Regions from separate parts of the Ovis aries genome. Here region 1 is linked to region 2. Evidence: chromatin contacts called from public Hi-C data. All regions are on one chromosome and are shown on one strand. Each heading gives the region's core, a stretch centred on a gene start, on an enhancer-like site or on the middle of the called end of the contact. The rest is flanking DNA. Distances are from core to core; before and after follow the strand shown.

Evidence for each region. A called contact is a pair of places that touch in the nucleus more often than the background predicts.
Region 1: a contact with region 2 is called in a Hi-C map of liver, with 4 times the contacts expected there. The contact joins the promoter of ADCK2 here to the enhancer-like site in region 2. A contact is called at or near these places in 13 of 16 Hi-C or Micro-C datasets (blood, hypothalamus, liver and 7 more).

What each region holds. Positions count from the first base shown.
Region 1 is chr4:105,416,803-105,422,070 of ARS-UI_Ramb_v3.0, forward strand. It overlaps ADCK2 (aarF domain containing kinase 2), which reads left to right and starts at 2,015. Exons shown (of 8, transcript XM_004008109.5): 1 at 2,015-3,617. The coding sequence starts at 2,685. LOC132659768 (a long non-coding RNA gene) reads right to left here and starts at 1,977. Exons shown (of 3, transcript XR_009600546.1): 1 at 1,774-1,977; 2 at 1,174-1,400.
Region 2 is chr4:105,304,407-105,309,695 of ARS-UI_Ramb_v3.0, forward strand. It overlaps DENND2A (DENN domain containing 2A), which reads right to left. Exons shown (of 20, transcript XM_060415154.1): 17 at 4,703-4,820; 18 at 4,072-4,323; 19 at 2,616-2,702; 20 at 1,373-1,716. The coding sequence ends at 1,685. LOC132659769 (a long non-coding RNA gene) reads left to right here. Exons shown (of 2, transcript XR_009600547.1): 2 at 1-1,667. Among named protein-coding and RNA genes, the nearest start is that of MKRN1, 37 kb to the left of the region's middle. Within about 2 kb of position 1,270, at least 5 of the 54 cell types and tissues checked have an H3K27ac peak or open chromatin away from gene starts, as enhancers often do. A contact at or near this core is called in liver, where this site is marked.

The sequences.
Region 1 (5,268 bases), core at 765-3,264, 110 kb after region 2:
AATGTTATGAACCTCCATCCATAGTTTCTCAGGCACTGTCTATCAGATCTAATCCCTTAATCTATTTGTCACTTCCTGTGTATAATCCTAAGGGATTTGATTTAGGCCATACCTGAATGGTGTAGTGGTTTTCCTTACTTTTTTCAATTTAAGTCTGAATTTTGCAATAAGGAGTTCATGATCTGAGCCACAGTCAACTCCCGGTCTTGTTTTTGCTGACTGTATAGAGCTTCTCCATCTTCAGCTGCAAAGAATATAATCAATCTGATTTCAGTATTGACCATCTGGCGACGTCCATGTGTAGTGTCATCTCTTGTGTTGTTGGAAGGTGTTTGCTATGACCAGTGGATTCTCTTGGCAAAATTCTTATTAGCCTTTGCCCCATTTCATTTTGTACTCTGAAGCTTGGAGGGTATAGTTAATGGCTGGCCATACTTAAAACCAGCGGAGTTAGGTATGACTTCTGTCTTGGGAACTTCAAAAAGGGTCTGCACATCTTGGGAAATGGGAGTTGGATTGTTAGCCTGCAGTGCAAGAGTCACCAAGTTTTCCCGCAGTCCTTAGGCTGTGAGTGGCAGTCACACTTCCAGCAGCAGGCATGGGCCACGTCTCCAGGGTCTTTCCACTTGTGAGTCCCTGGCAGACTTCTCTGGAAGGCTGTCACCCACGTAGAGATAAAGGGTCGTGAATGTAGAGGTGACTGTGGTACCCCAGCGCAGTCAGCCTCCAAGCCCCAAACAGCAGAGCAGATGCCCACTGGCCTTCCCTGGCTGTCCTGACTGATTTCCAAGCTCTGCTCTGCTCCTCTTTGCTTTCTAGGGCTATCTGGCCTTCTCTGGTTCTTCACAGTTTAAAAAAACTCCCTCAGAACCTCACAGCAAACATCTTCCTATTTGGGGGCTTAATTCTTTTTGCGGCTGAACACCCTCCCACCCGTACCACCCTCCCCTCTTCTCCCAAATAGCTGCCATCCTGGGGGGTTCTCCTTGTTGCCCAAATCTTGGCTCTGTGCACCAGTGCCAAACAGAAATATGGAGACAGAGTTATGGAGGAGAAGGAAAGAGCGGCTTTATTCATTCGCCAGACAAAGGGGGAACACAGTAGGCTAGTGCCTCAAGAACTGTGCCCCCCTCCCTGGTAAAGAGGGAGGGGTTATATAGTCTGGCAAGGTACCTGAGAAGGATCAAGACGGTAACAGTCTTGCATTCTTCTTCTGCAAAGTTTCAAAAGGGTGAGGTTGCTGACAAGGTTAGGGTGTGCAGCGGCTTGGATGGTTAGGTCTCCTAATTCTTGAATACCCTTTAATCGTGCCTCAGGTGGTTTCCTGGCTGCTCCTCCCTTGATTAGCAACTGTTCTGCCCTTTGGGACTCAGAGAAGGTCATGGAGGCTGGAGTCTTGCCTACAAGAAATGGGGGACAAAGAGACCTTCGTGTCCAGGAGCCCCGCAGGGCCCAGCTCGGCATCGTCCGCATTGTTCCCTTCTTTCATGGTGAGATCTTCCTCAAAAGTGATGAGCCTGCAAGGTCAGGATGTGTGTTTCCATGTTCCCAGGACCTCGCACGGTAGATATTATTGAGCCTCGATAAATATTAGATGGAGTTTAAGAAATATAGACTTGGTTGAATGAATGATCACTCTTTCCGGAGCCACAGCCCCGGGTTCAAACACGTTCCCCAAATCAGGGCAGCCTGGGAATCCCGCCGTCCAAGGACAACACCCCCCACCCAGCTCCTCCCACCACCCTCCCGATCCCGCTCAACTGAAAACCAGACCTTGTTCAGGAACCGGCTATCAATATCCCCGGCATTCCCGCGTTTCCACGCTGTTTGTAAGGAAAGCTACAATGTCATTGGAGAGACAGAGGCACAGTGGAGAGACCGGGTGTGGAGGGCGCGTTTGGCGTTAATTCTATTTGTGGGACCCCAGGACCCGAGGGCCGGGTGAATCTCTGCCGGAGTCTGGGTCGCGTTCGCTTTAAAGGGGCGGTTCCCGAGCCGGCGGGCGGGCGGTCCCGGAAGACGCGCGTCGCGCGGCCTGGGCGTCGGGATCCCTGCTCCCCGGCCCCCCCGGGTCCGGATCCCCGGTCCTCGGACCCCCGGCCCCTCCGAGTCCCTATCTCCGGTACTCCGCTCCGCGACCCTCCGCTCCCCTTCCCCGCCCCTGGCGCCCAGACCTCCACTGCCCTTGGGACCTCGGCTCTCTGGAGCCCCCACCCGACTCCTCCCCACCGCGCGCTCGCTGCCTTGGTCCTCGACCGTTCGCGCTGCCCCCGCCCCCGGCCCCAGCTCTCCACCCCTCGCCTTATCTGGTTCTTCCTCACCCCCATCAGGCTCTCCGCACCGCGGCCCTCCGATCGGTCCCCCTCGCGCCCCTCTCCGCGCAGCCCTGCTGCGTCCTGGCCCTCGGCGGGTGCACTCTGGCGCCGGCGGGCGTGCGCGGTGACCCTGCGGTCGCCCGGCTCCGTCTCCGCCCGCGCGGCCACCTCGCGCAGGTCACGTCCCTGTCCTGGGGACTGCACACGGGCGGCCAGGTCTGCGCGCCCCCTTCATCTCGCTGCTGCCCCGCTCTTAAACGGAATACTCGGCGGAGGCCCGGACTCATGTCGTCCTTGCGGAAAGAAGGAACATAGATGGGCCCTCCTTAAGTGGAGGCAGGCAGCCGAGGCCGTGACCTCTGGGAGAGGATGGTGACCCCCTGGCGCTTCTCTCTCAGGGTCTGCTTGGCGCACTTGAGAGGTTTTGCGCTCAGAAAGGAACTCGGCCTTCTGAGACCCTCTGGGGGCTGTCGCAAGGCTAGACTCTGTTGGCTTCTGCTTGGCACTTTGCCCAAACTCGTCTCCACCTGTGAGGACATTGGCAAGGGGGCTCCGGAGAGCGTACGTCGACAGACCACCAGTTGGAGTGACCTGGCTGAAAATGGGCCGCTGGAAAGAGTCCCTACGGAGGGGCGGCTGGGCTGGCTCCTCCTGCACGTGCGCATCTGGCTCAGAGCAGGGGCTCTCTTGGTGAAATTCTTCCCCCTCCTCCTACTCTATCCCCTCACCTATCTGGCTCCCAGTGTCTCCAGTCTCTGGCTCCACCTGCTTCTGAAAGCCACCGAGACCTCGGGCCCCACCTACATCAAGTTGGGCCAATGGGCCAGCACCCGGCGGGATCTCTTCTCAGAGGCGTTCTGCGCCCAGTTCTCCAGGCTGCACGTCCAGGTGTCGCCCCATCCTTGGACTCACACCGAACACTTCCTGCGCCAGGCCTTTGGGGAGGACTGGGAGAGGGTCCTCTTCTTTGAGAAGCAGGAGCCAGTGGGTTCCGGCTGCGTGGCCCAAGTGTACAAAGCGCGAGCCAATCCTGCCTTCCTGGAGAACGACAGCATCCAGAGACTGGCTACGGCCTCCAAACTGCAGCTCTCCTCGGAAACTGGGGCAGCTGGGGGGCTGGGCGAGCTCTCTGGACGCCTGGAGAAGGCGGGGAGGCCTCAAGAGAGTCTTGCCGACCAGTCGTTTGTAGAAAGGCTGCTCTTCCCTAAAGCGGACCTGGTTGGATCCAATGCATCCTTGTCTCAGGCTTCAGGGACCGCCCATGAACAGGAGCCAGATCACCTCGTCCCCGTGGCCGTGAAAGTAAGTGTTCTGATGTTTGCAGCCAGGCCCTCCCATCTCTAAAACCTCACCAACTCCACGGGGCTACCCAGGTCAGGATACAACCCTTTGCAAATTACCCCATGGTGCCTTCCGTTGATTTCTTTCAGCTTGACCATTATCTGAGTACCTGTGACACACAAGCTGTTTGATTTCTTGGCTTGAAGGAGAGTGATGCGAATGGCCTGAAAAAGGAAGATGAAGAGGCTGTGGAGTTGGCTGTCTCTGCGGGGGGAGGACCCATCATCCATCCGGCTGACCTCTTGGCTCTGGGGTCAGGATAAATGGGAGACAGACTAGGTTAGGTGTTACTGTGGCAAATCCAAGAGGGCAGCGTTCATTTTTACAACATCAGCTTCCTTCTCGGTTCATTTCCAGTTACCCCTGCCCGGCTCCATCATCTCTCCTCTCCACACCTTTCCATTCCTGATCCGAACACCCCCAGGAGAACTAGCGGTCCTAGTAGCCAATACCCTGGTGCTCTCACCCTCACAGAAAAATCCCTCCCATGGGTGCCTCACTGAGACAGGCTGAATTCATAATTTCCAAGGGGAGAGCCTGACCTGGCCTTTTATAATTGCTGCAAATGAGTCGCAACATCAGGCATGTTTAGGAAACACTTGTCCAAAGTATCTTTAAGTTTCCCTTTGCTCTGTGGGAGACTAAAGGAGTAGATGTGCCATCAAGTCAGATGCTTTATTTCATATGTATGAGGTACCTGAGATGGGCATTTTTTTTTTTAAACAGGTTCAAAAAAACATTTGCTTATTTATTTGGCTGTGCTGGTTCTTAGCTGTGGCACGCGGGATCTCCTTCTCCCAACAAGGGTTGAACCTGGGCCCCCTGCAGTGGGAGCCCAGAGACTTAGCCACTGGATCACCAAGGAAGTCCCTGGACTAGTTTTTCTTACATGTTTATTTACATTCCACTTTATTCTGAAAAGGATTTGTGGTGGAGGTAGAGGCTGTGATCTGCGTGTTTTAAATGATGGAACAGGAGGCTGAGAAGAGGCTTAGTGGCCAGTCCAGTTTCATACAGGAGATGAGTTATAGAACTGGAGTGTTTGAAACCCAGAGCTCTTTGCATCTCACCTCTGGAGTCCTGTGACTCTAGAGCAGTATTTTGCAGGCTTGGGACTACCTGACCCAGTTACCTGGACACTCAGTAAAATGCACATTTCCACCCCGCCTCCCAGCCAGTCTGATTCAGTAGGTCCTGGAGGAGGCTGGGGCTCCACACTTTTACCAAGCAGCCTATGTTGGCTTTTATGCTCGCTGATGTTTGGGAGCCGCTGATCTAAGCTCAGTGTATCTGGAAGGGAGGCCAACCTATTCTTCCCAGCAAAGCTGAGTGCCGCTCAGGGGAGCAGCCCTCCTGTCCACTCAGGAAGGCACAAAGGAATGGGTGTTGGACTTGCTTCCCCTCGGCCAGCTGATTGTCCTTTTTTTTGCTGGGGGGTGGTGGGGGGGACGTTGCCTGCACCACAAGGCACATGTGACCTTCATTTCTCAACCAGGGATCGAACCTGCACCCCCTGCATTGGAAGCACAGAGTCTTAACTGCTGAATTGCCAGGGAAGTCCCCTAGACCTCTTTTGATGGTGGGACCCAGCCCTGGCTAGGCAAATGTGCCC
Region 2 (5,289 bases), core at 20-2,519:
TTAAAGGTCAAGAACCTCTGCTGGGCAGCCCAGGCCCCAGGGTCATTGCCAGGGTCAGAGCACATTCCTTTTGTGTGTTTTTGTAGGGTTCCTGGTGCCACCCAGAGGGAACCCACCTGGTGGGTCACTAGGCAGTGGGTTGCCCGTGGAGGGGCCCTGAGGCCTGCTTTGAGAGCATGCCTGTGTCGCCCAAGGCTTTCTTCCCACTGGGGCAGGATGGCGCCCCCCGGAGTGCAGCCTTCTCCCACGCCTCCTGCTTCCTCCCCTCGCTGCAAAAAGTTTTGATGCTCCTTTTTTCTCACTTTTTAGTTTGTGTTGGGGTATAGCCGATTAACAAAGACGTGATAGCTTCAGGTGAACAGTGAAAGGACCCAGCCATGCATAAACACACAGCCATTCTCCCCCAAACTCCCCTCCCATCCAGGCTGCCACATAACACTGAGCAGCGTTCTCTGTGCCGTACAGTAGGCACTTTAAATATAGCAGTGTGTACATGTCTGTCTCCAGCTCCCTAACTGTCCCTTCCCCCCAATCTCTCCCCCACCTCTCCCAGCAACCATAGGTTCGGTCTCTAAGTCTGTGAGTCTCTTTCCCTTTTGTAAGTTCATTCGAATCATGTATGTACCCAACGTTGATGCTGCTTCTTGATGACAACAGAAGCCCCTCCATTCATCCTACATGTGTGGCGTGTACGACTACACGTGCTGTTCTGGGCCCTACACGAGATGAGAAAATCTCTTGCAGTAAAATAGGAATGGCTGTGGGTTGCGGACTTTAAGGTGAGCAGCATCATAAACTTTAGGGCCCTAAGAATATTTTATTAACATCTTACGAAGAGATAGCCTCTTTTTGTGTATACCTGTAAAAGTGGTGGAATCCCGGGCAGGGGCGCGCTCTGCGGCCTCTGAGGGAAAAGAGGCCGTCCAGGAGAATCAGGACCATTTGGGACCAGAGGCGTTGGCGACGTGACGACAAGTGGGCTCGGCCAGCAGGTGGCGTCACCGGCCGGGCTGAAAGAGCTGTTCATCCCAGGAAACCAGATCCTGCTGCTGTCCCGTCCTCCTTTCCAGCACAGACCGCACTCCACTCCCTGCGATCCTTTCCCAGAGAGGACTCCCGCCCTGACACCCGCGGCATGGGGTCTGCAGTGCCCGCGGGTGTTGCCACGGTGTCTCTCCCTTGACCCCCCAATCTGTCCCCAGTTCTGCCACGGGGAGCATCTCGGTTCCAAGTCCCTGGGGGCAGCTCCTTCCCAGTCTCCTCCCCTTGGCTCCAGCATGAGCTGCCAGGCAGGATGAACCCGGGAAAGGTTCATGACACAGGACATGACAGCTGTCTTAGCCTTGGCGTAATAAAAAGAAAACCCAAACACTTTTCTTCTTCTTTTTTAATATCTAAGATTAAAAAAAAAAATAAACAAACGCCCCGAATCCAACAAACCAAAACAATCCCTTTGAACGTGCCTGGTCCCAGGTCCCATGTCCAATGCTGTTCTGAAGAAGCTGCCTGCCTGCAGCTCTGGGGTCCTGTCCCTGAGGACACCCCAGGGGTGGGCGGAAACCATCCAGGCCTTCATCCCAGCACCTGGGACAACCAAGGACTGGCTTCTCAGGAAGGCCGCCAGGACTATTTTTAAGACGTGGTTGCCCTGGGAGGAAGTTTTCCCTGGATTCTGGGTTGAGGGCTATTTCTTGTGGAGAAACTTCATTTTATTGCCTAAAAAAAGAAAACAAGAACATCGCACCAGGCAGACAGAGGAGCTGAGTTAAAATCCTGCCCTTTTCACACCAGCTGTGGTGTGGACAGCTGGGGCTCCCACACCGCCCCCCGAGCTTCACCCCAGGGCCCAGGAGAAGTTGGGGGGGGATTCCCCTGCCTGCGTGCCCCCTGCACTCCTCATGCGCCTCCCCTGTGAACAGGGATCTTTTGAAGGGAAGACTGTCAGAGCTGCAGACTATCAGTTGCTTCTGAAATGATGACACAGGAAGCACGGACTGTCACGCCTCCCTGGGAGCCGAGGGGGGACAAACGCAGGCCCAGCCTTGCAGGAGGTCGGTGGTCCCTTCCCAGGCACCAGCCCCCGGGTGAGGCTCTAAGCAGGACCCCTGCAGGCCCTGCGGGGGCTGGCCTTACCGCAGCTCTTCCTCACTGGGGCCTGCTCCCTCCCTCTCTCATGCTTTTTGCTTTCTTCTCCTCCTCCATTTCCTAGCAAGGGCCTTTTTTGGCTGGTTAAACTGCAGTCCTTACTGAAATTTTTACATTTCCACTATTCAGGGTCATCTGGAGACTGGCCCAGGTCTCTACCTCCAGGCCCCCTTCTCTGGTTCCATTCATCATATTTCTAAGCCCCACTCCCCAAAAGACTGAAGCTGTGGGAGGTAAGACTGAAAGAAGAGCAACGCAGTCAGGGCCCAGGAGGGCAGGGAGGGGGCCGTATGTCCTTAGCTTCCGCTCCGGGGACAGGGCAGGACAGGAGGGTGGTAAGATGCCAACTGGGCCCAGTGGGCGCAGGCCTCAGAGGTCAGCGTCATGAGCCCCGGCCCCAGTGGCAGGAACTGGCCAAGACCCCGTGGCCCCGGGGGCTGCTGCCGGGAACCCAGACCCCTGGGCCTCACCTAGTCCCTTCAGGAACTTGTTGACACCGCTGTGTTCTCCGCTGGGGAGTGTTTCCAGGTACTCCTGGGCTCGGACCTCAAATAGACCTGTTGACAAGAGAAATCCTAACTAGTTTAGCTCCTTCTCTCGTTGCTTCTACACGTGTTCGTTTCCTTACTGCTGCAGACAAGAGAAGCTGAGACGGAGCTGCTCTATAAACATGCTCTGAATTGTAAGATTTAAAAGGGTTTTTTTTCCTGACCTTATAATTGCCCAGCCTTGTGCAGTAACTGTCTTTGGAAAGCTGTAAAGCTAGCTCGTCCATGAAGTCCTGTTTTCCCTCGACGAACACCTTCCAAGCACCTGCACTGTGTCAGGCCTGTGGTTTCAGAGAAGAACCAGACAGTCCTGGCCCTTCCCGTCTCCTTGAGATCTCCCGTAAGAGGGCCCCTGACCAAGTGGCCTGCCTCCTGGGAGTCTGGCTCCTGTCTAGGGACTCAGGAGGGCGGGGCGGGCGGGTCACCTCATCAGGCAGGGACCTTCGGTTCTCACCCAGGGCTGGAGCCTCAGGCTACTGTCTTCATCTCCCCCTGATCTTCTATCAAACAGTGATCCGTGGGTGTACTCGGGAGGCCTTCTAGTGAATTCTTCATCAGGAGTCGTGTGCCTCCTCCTAGGCTCTAACCCACCTTCTCTTGTCTCTCCAGATACCCTCATCAGAATCATCTGAAGTACGACAGCCCCCCTTTCTGCATTGCACAGAGCTCTGGGGATGTGGAGCTTTGCTGCCTTAGCTCAGGGTCTGCGATCACGGCACCAGAGGACACCCAGGCCTGGGCCAGCTGCTCCCGCACCCCCGACCCTTGTCACTGGGTGGCCTCTCCTCAGGGTTAATCATCTATCTGTCTCTCCGGTCCTCTGGCGTAGGTCCCACCTGGGGCAGCCTTTCCTGATATTTCTAGCTTTCAGATTCCTCAAAGGACTTAAAGAGCATGGAAGAAAGAGATAGGAACGGTTTCATACTCTTCCGCACACTTCCCAATCCTGATCTCTAGAGGCGTGATGGAACCCAGGGACAGGGACACTGAGGGAGACAAGGAGAACCTGAGGAGCAGAGGACGGGGGTGTGGGGGTGTGTGTGGACAGAGGGCCCTTGGGCTCCCCAGGCCGGGGAGGGGGGTCTCTGCTGTCCTCCTTTCCTGCAGCCAGCTCGCTGGGCGTCAGTGGCGGCACATGGAGAGGAGGGTGCGGGCCAGCTTCTCCTCCTCTGTCCAGCCCCAGGGCCGAGGGGAGAGGGTGAGGAAGGAGGGCAGAAGGGACAAGAGGAGACGGAGGAGAAACGCCACCGAGAGAGGAGGGAAAGGGTGTCTGTGAGAGTCTGGTCAAGCTGGGGAGACGAGGACAGAGGAGAACTCGCTCGGGAACCAGGAGTGGGGTTCTGGGCGTGGGGAGCAGAGGGAAAGCGACAACCCCGACCTTTGGCATCCTGCCGGCGCAGCTCCCGCTCCTGGATGAAGCCCCGGAACGTCTGGGTCTCCATGAAGACTTCCAGGAACCGGCGGAGGCTCTTGGAGGAGACGGCTTTGCGGAAGGCCTCTCGCTGCAGCTGCAGGGTCCTCTCCTCGCGCTCGCCCGCCGTCAGGAACAGCGAGTAGTGGCCCACGATCTCCACGAAGAAGCGGACAAAGGCTTCAGACACCACCTCGTTCAAGGGGCTGGACTCAGGGCCTGAGCAGAGCAGGGGAGGACCAGGACCGCTGAGGGCGGAGGCAGAGCCTCTGGGACGAACCAGTCAGAAAAGACAAGGATGCTATTCCAGGTCCCTGGAAGGCCGACTGAGATGATCCATGAAAGACGTTCCCCACAGTGAGCCTGTCATTTCTTCCCTACCTTTAAACAGATTTTTTAGAGCTAAACTGGGGGTGGGGTGGGAAAGGTTTTTCCTATAACTCGCTGCTGAAGGGGATGAGTGCCAGCCTCTCTCCTTGCACACCTCGCTGCCCATTTTCCGACTTAACCCCATGTCAGGTGGACATGCCCATAGTTCATTGCTCCCCGACTCCAAGGATGGAGGCGGGGGGAGTCTGGGAGGTGCCTGAGCATTTACCTCGCTTGCCGTCTGGGGGCCCATCATCCTGTTCACTAGCCAGGTCATTCCTCTGCTCCAGAATGTGTTCTAGGGCTACCTGAAGCTTCCGGGGCAGAATGGAGTCCTCATCATCCATCTGTAAAGCAGAAAAAATGGGAGTCATTGTCCCAGCATTTCCCAGGACGGTGGCTGCACCCCGGCCAGAAGGACAGCAGATTCTGCAGGGCAGGCCCAGCACGGTTCCTGGTTTAGTGGAAAGAACACAACTGCAAACCAGAGGCTTGAGTCTTGATTCCACTCTTAACAAGCTACAGGAGCCTCAGCTTCCCTGCTTGGTAAAACGGGTTACCTCACTGTGAAAATTAAATGCAACAAATAAGATGGCGATTAATGACACTGAAGAAGATATAAAATAAATGGAAAGATATTCTATGTTCATGGATTGAAAGAATAAATAGTTAAAATGTCTATGCTACTCAAAGCCATCTATAGATTGCATGCAAATTCCTATGAACATTCTAATGATGTTTTTCACAGAAATAGAAAAAAAAAAAATCCTAAAATGTGTATGGAACCATAAAAGACTGACTAGCCAAAACAATCTT